Regions from separate parts of the Zea mays genome. Here region 1 is linked to region 2. The links are chromatin contacts, called in public Hi-C maps. All regions are on one chromosome and are shown on one strand. Each heading gives the region's core, a stretch centred on a gene start, on an enhancer-like site or on the middle of the called end of the contact. The rest is flanking DNA. Distances are from core to core; before and after follow the strand shown. Region 1 holds the start of LOC103627509 (F-box protein At5g51370-like). Region 2 holds the start of LOC541895 (tonoplast intrinsic protein 2).

Region 1 (3,522 bases), core at 372-2,871, 230 kb before region 2:
TACAGTAAGCTAAACGTCTGGTTTCTTCGTGACCGCTGGCCAAGCCAGGATGGGTGCAAAGCACCAAACACGCCCTAAAAACCTCTACAAATCTAAAAATGCACAGACTACCAAACAACTTAGATTGCAGATAAGCACTTAATTTGTTTGAATTAAAAAATGCAAATAAGCTAGTTAATGCTTAGATTCTCTTCTCTAAATTTTTAGTGCTAAACTTCTAAATAAGGTTGCCTCCAAAAGGCGATAGCTAAAAGAAGCAGGCATTCAATGTGTTGGCTGGCGTAGGTACTTTAGTTGGCCATCTACAATACAACTCTTTCCAACTTTACAACAAACATAGCTAACCTTATACGCACTGACAAGAATGACCCACCAATTTACATACCATTATAGATTTTCTCTCACTTGCCATGGTATTTGGCTGCTCTGTTTGCCTGTTTTGTTAAATGGAAGATGCATAGAGCTACAATAAATATGAGCAGCCATAATAGCTTTGCATACCCTTTTAGTTGCTCTAGTGGAGGCAGCCTAAGTGGTTTAAAGTTAGCTTTAATTAAGCCCACCTTATAGTCTCCTAAACTTTTAGAGGTCTAAAATTTAGAGAAATAGATTCAATCACCCCCTTAATCTTGACCAAAGTGCAAGAATTAACGCGTACAATTCAAGAAAAGTTAAAGTAACTTATCCTCTTTTGTATTCAAGGTGAGTTTAACCTAACGTTGAAGTACCTAGACCCAAGAGTGCGGATGCCACATTTGATGGTACTGAAAATTGAACCTACCACTTCCAAAACAATAGGTATCTAATCAAACACTCCATGCATTTGAGTTATAAGTTGTTTTAATTTTATTCAAATATTTCCCCCCCAAATTTAATCAGTTTGAAATGCACTTTATACTATTTGATTATTATATTAAATGATATATGGTATGTTTGTTTATCCTGTATTTATGTGAACATATCTATTTTATTGTGTTTTGGGGAAAAACTTAGAGTTAGATTTTTTTCCTGAAATTATAGTGGATATAGAACGGATGAAGTAAATATTTCAAGCCCCTCGCAGTCTCAATAGGCGAAGGCAAAACAACGATCAACATTGACAGCTCTTGAACGGAAGAAACTAGGAAGCGATCCATTTCTTGCAGTTGCAGGTTGCAGCCAGAAACTCAAGAAATGAGAATCGCGCCAGGGGGCGAAGGGCTGTTCGTTTTTATTAACGGGGTGTTTGATTTAAGAAATGAGCTAGTTTATTATCTTCTTATTTCTCATTATTTTTGTTTGATTTGTGGAATAAAATGAATTGATCTATCAGCATCTTATTTCTTATAATTAGTTAGTACCTATAATGCATCACCTTAATTTAAATAAAATGATTTATCAAATTAAACACTCCTAAATTCAACTGTCTGACTGCTGCAGTTAGGATCTGTAGAGATAAAAATACTCTAGAAATATTAGAAGAATTAAAAACAAATGAATAGTCTTCGAGTCGCAACGCCACGAACAGAACAGAGGAGACCCGCCTTGCATTGCACACCGAGACAAGACAAAATGGTTGGCTTCCCCACCGGTCCACCACCACACGCTCTCCACCCCACCGAGTTTCGCCACACCAACGGCACACTCTCGCGTCCGAACTCCGAACTCGCCAACACCCCGGCCCGCGCCGCTCCCCCCGCGCTTGAGGCCGTCAAGCCCAGCGGCAGGGCAACGCCAATTTCCAAATCCCAAAACCTCCAGCCTCCCACCTCCAGCATTCCAAACCTCAGATCCCCCGCACGCCGCGCCTCCGAAATTCCGAAACCCAAATCAGAGCGCCGCCCCCGGCCCCCGCTGCACGCACCGGGCGGGGGCCCATGCGGCCGCGCGGCTCCGCGCCCGCGCCACACCGTTGGAACCGAGCGGGCGCGCTAGATGCCTGAGCCCGGCGGCCGCTGCCTCGGCGACCTCGGCGGTCAGCGCCAGGTGCTCAAGGGCTGGCCTGACCTGTGGCTGGTGGGGGACAAGCCCGGCCTCCGCGCGCTCTCCACCGCGGCCATGGCCGCCGCGCCCCAGCCGCCGCCGCTCGAGGCCGACCAAACCCTAGCGCTCCCGGACGTGCTTCTCCTCCGCGTCCTCGCCTGCCTCCCTGAGCCCCAGCTCACGGGCGCCGCCTCGCTCGTCTGCAGGCGGTGGACGCGCCTCGCGGGGCGCCTGCGCCGCCGCCTCGCCGTGCGGGACTGGGCCTTCGTCGCGCACCGACTGCCATACCGCTTCCCGGACCTGGCCGACCTCGACCTGTTCCCGGCCTCTATCGCCGCGCCCACCACGGCGGTGCCCCACGGCGCCGCTGCCTCCCCGCTTCTCACCTGCGGCGTGGTCTCGCTAACCCTAGACACCAGCGCAGACCCGCCGCTCGGCGCCTGCCGGTTCATCGACGACGACGCGCTCGACCGGGGACTCGCCGCCGTCGCCGCTAGCTTCCCCAACCTCAGCCGCCTCTCGGCCACCGCCGCCTCTGAGTCCGGCGGGCTCATGGCCATCGCTGTCGGATGCCCGACGCTTCAGGAGCTCGAGCTCCACCGCTGCACCGACCTCGCCCTCCGCCCGGTTTCCGCCTTCGCGCACCTCCAGATCCTCCGCATTGTCGCCGCGTCCCCCGCGCTCTACGGCACCGCCGAGGGCGGCGGCGTCACTGACATCGGCCTCACCATCCTGGCCCATGGATGCAAGCGGCTGGTCAAGCTGGAGCTTCAGGGTTGCGAGGGGAGCTACGACGGCATCGCGGCTGTGGGGCGCTGCTGTGCGATGCTTGAGGAGCTCACCATCGCTGACCACAGGATGGACGGTGGGTGGCTTGCCGCGCTAGCCTTCTGTGGGAATCTCAAGACCCTGCGGCTGCAGAGTTGCAGTAGGATCGACGACGACCCTGGCCCAGCGGAACACCTTGGTGCTTGTCTCACGCTCGAGAGCCTGCAGCTGCATCGGTGCCAGCTGCGTGACCGTAGCGCCCTCCACGCCCTCTTTTTGGTCTGTGAGGGAGCCCGTGAGATACAGTTCCAGAATTGCTGGGGGCTTGAAGATGATATGTTTGCCTTGGCTGGCCTATGCAGGTACACTAGAACCAGTAACCACCAATCCCCTTTCTTAAAGAGTTTCTTGATACAGTTCCAATGATTGCATAATGGGGACAGTTTTAGCTTTTGACTGTTTAGTTTATTCCTGATTTATGCTCATTCTGTGATTGTGACATGCTGGCAACAAATAATATCACATATTCACATGGACTCTACATGACGATTGAGTGCTCTAGCATCAGGTGTCAGATGTCAGGCTCAGGTCATGAGTCTGATTGCTAGCTACCATGGGCCCCTCAATGTACGCAGTCACCATTTCTGGTTTGGGACTATGGAGTGTAATTCTTTTTACGAGCTTTCTAGCATCCTCACTAATAGATAGTCTTTTCTAGCAGATTTTATATGATATTATGATTACTGATGATGATGTACCTTTGTGTGATCTTGTTACAATCACTGTAGCTAC
Region 2 (3,262 bases), core at 247-2,746:
CGTCCTATACATTATCTCTTAATAGCCTCTCCCTCAATCTTAATCTTCTCTAGGTTTAGATTATGGTTAGATCGAATTCTCTACTAATCTTACGAATAAAGCTTTAGTAAATCAGCCAACCACCTCATTCTTTGAATAAACAAAATCAATCTCAAGCATTCTTATAAAAACTCTTTCTCGAACAAATTGATAACCAAATTCTATATGCTTTATTATGGCATGGAACAAACGAATTAGATGACAAATATATTTTGCATATCATGCGCGCGCTAGTGATGTTTTACTTTTACTCATCGGTCACAGGTTTCAACTTTTCTCTCTCTGAAGTTGAGAAAGCCTCCTTGAAATCGAAAGGGGAATACTGACTGGCCAAATTGCTTATGGAGTTGTTAAAGAATACAAAAATAGGTGCCGAAAGGGTTTGCTCTAATGATTTGATGAAGTCGTTGCCACCGATGGTTACCATGCAGTACTACTACTATCATAGTGTCATGGTTTTTTTATTTTCAATTGCTGTACTGATGCAGACGTGACGCATGCGTTTACTATCCTTGCAGCCACCGACTCCAAAATGAAGAGAGCTAGCGCTCAATTCATTGGTCCACGTCACCATCAACGTTCCGAACTGTCTCGCATGCATCGTGCCGAGAAAAAGAGCACCGATGACGATGGATGCGATCGAGTTCCCACCATTTGAGAGCAATATGCGTTTTACACTTTACAACAAGGTACAAGTGAAACAATAAACCATGCTAAATAAAAGCGCTAAGGGCTGATTTGGTGGCCCAGAATCACGGGAGGATTGGAGGGGATTGAGAGAGAAATTAGTTCATTTCCTCCTCAATCATCTACAATTCTCTCGTGATTCACTTATCACCAAATCAATCCTAAAACTTACGTCTCTCCTGCTGCGCTCTCGCACCACACTGCAGGAACGTACGCCCGGCCGAGGCTGCAACTGAAATGGAAGTATGAAACCCTTCGGCTTTTGTTTCCTGATTGACCAACTGTGACAAATCCCCTAGCATTTTGCAAGAACAACTACATAGACGTTGAGATAACATATATATCCTCCAAACGAGACAGCCCATCTGACAACACTTGCAGCCGTTCGAACGTACCATTACCAAAATATTTAAGCGTTACACAAGAGATAGCGTACCCTCCAATGATTAGCGGCTTTGCCGTTTATTATTGTCATTGGCGCATTGCTTTGGTGTACCCTCACATGGACACGCCATGAAAAGATGACAATAGCGCAAACAGACATCCGAACAAAGCTTGGTGCGCCTGCTCTCGGCCGGGCTAGCTAGTACCAATCATGGAATAATAAGCTAGTATATATATACCGCCCCATTTATAAAAATGTAAATAAAATGTCTGTGGCGATTATGCACACCGTCCATAATACTCTAGTCGTCGGCAAGCTGAGGCCGCCCATTAAGCCTTGAGCGTGTATAAAAGGGGCATAGACTCCCAGCATCAGCGAAGCAGCAACATATCAAGCTCAGAGCCTCAGAGCGCCAGCCAAGTCTTGCGGTCGCGAAGAGCAACGCAACAAGATGGTGAAGCTCGCATTCGGAAGCGTCGGCGACTCCTTCAGCGTCACCTCCATCAAGGCCTACGTGGCGGAGTTCATCGCCACCCTCCTCTTCGTCTTCGCCGGCGTGGGTTCCGCCATCGCCTTCGGTGAGTATATATGCATGGTTGTTAGTTAAACCATTGACGACTTTTGTGCGGCTCATGTCAGCAACGCATGCTGCTGGAGCTGAACGATTGGCTTGTCCACGCGCGTGCGTGCAGGGCAACTGACGAATGGCGGCGCGCTGGACCCTGCGGGACTGGTGGCGATCGCGGTGGCGCACGCGCTGGCCCTCTTCGTGGGCGTCTCCGTGGCCGCGAACACCTCCGGCGGCCACCTGAACCCCGCCGTGACGTTCGGCCTGGCCGTGGGCGGCCACATCACCGTCCTCACCGGCCTCTTCTACTGGGTGGCCCAGCTGCTGGGCGCGTCCGTGGCGTGCCTGCTCCTCAGGTTCGTGACCCACGGCAAGGCCATCCCGACCCACGGCGTCTCCGGCGGCACCACCGAGCTGGAGGGCGTCGTGTTCGAGATCGTCATCACCTTCGCGCTCGTCTACACCGTGTACGCCACCGCCGCCGACCCCAAGAAGGGCTCCCTCGGCACCATCGCGCCCATCGCCATCGGCTTCATCGTCGGCGCCAACATCCTCGCCGCGGGGCCCTTCAGCGGCGGCTCCATGAACCCCGCCCGCTCCTTCGGCCCCGCCGTCGCCGCGGCCGACTTCGCCGGCAACTGGGTCTACTGGGTCGGCCCGCTCATCGGCGGCGGACTCGCTGGCCTCGTCTACGGCGACGTCTTCATCGGCGGCTCCTACCAGCAGGTCGCCGACCAGGACTACGCCTAAGTAGTGTGCTCCGTTCGTCTGGATTCAGCTCATCCAACGCAGGCGCGCGTTTCGATCGGCGTCGTCATTTGCTTTGCTCTTCATTTCATCACGTTATGTAACGTGCCAATGATGTGTGTCGTCCTGGTCTGTTCCATTCCGTCCTTGTATTCATTTCCCTTCTTTTTTCGGGGTAAAATCGATGTAAAGATCTCATCCGATCTGCCGTTTTCGATCGCCTTGGAGTGGGAAAAAACAGGTGATTTTCGTTTCGACTTCGTTTATGCATGGAATTCTTGGCTCCTTTTACGGTTTGTATCCACTTCGTCTGCCCTTAAATCGTGACTGTGGCAATCAAGAATCTGCCTGCGCGCGCAAACTTCCACAGTTCCACTACACACAGGCACGTCACGTCGACTCTTCGCGCTTTTAAAAAGAACAGTCAGCACATATACCAGTGGCGGACGGGGGGGAAAAATCAAAGTACTATAGCGAAATTAATATATCTTGTCGTGCCATGCCATTGGTACAGAGGGTTGCGGGAGTTGGGAGCAGATGCGAGGCCACAGGTGCCAGTAGTTCGTCTAATGACTGGCTGATCCGTTGTCCCGTTGACGATCGCCGGCTGGACCACATCGGCGAGGAAACACGAAGCGTCCCCATCAAGAGGAACGGAGCTGACAATCGCGGAAGGCGGAAGGCAACTCCAGACTACGATAGGCACCCACCAGGCAATATATGTAAACTAAAGCCCATATACGGTGCGAACCCAAAATCACAGCCCAAGGCCCAAAGAACGGTTCGACTCAGTCACAGTTATCTACCGCAGTCATCGGCGCGTTCATCTTCAGGCG

The links. Hi-C and Micro-C count contacts between places; a contact is called where the count stands out from the background.
Region 1: a Hi-C map of endosperm shows a contact between it and region 2, with 2.8 times the contacts expected there. The contact joins the promoter of LOC103627509 here to the promoter of LOC541895 in region 2. A contact is called at or near these places in 2 of 25 Hi-C or Micro-C datasets (ear and endosperm).

What each region holds. Positions count from the first base shown.
Region 1 is chr5:196,467,035-196,470,556 of Zm-B73-REFERENCE-NAM-5.0, reverse strand. LOC103627509 (F-box protein At5g51370-like) reads left to right here and starts at 1,621. Exons shown (of 2, transcript NM_001416248.1): 1 at 1,621-3,092. The coding sequence starts at 1,915.
Region 2 is chr5:196,241,954-196,245,215 of Zm-B73-REFERENCE-NAM-5.0, reverse strand. LOC541895 (tonoplast intrinsic protein 2) reads left to right here and starts at 1,496. Exons shown (of 2, transcript NM_001111561.1): 1 at 1,496-1,689; 2 at 1,804-2,682. The coding sequence starts at 1,563. The coding sequence ends at 2,429.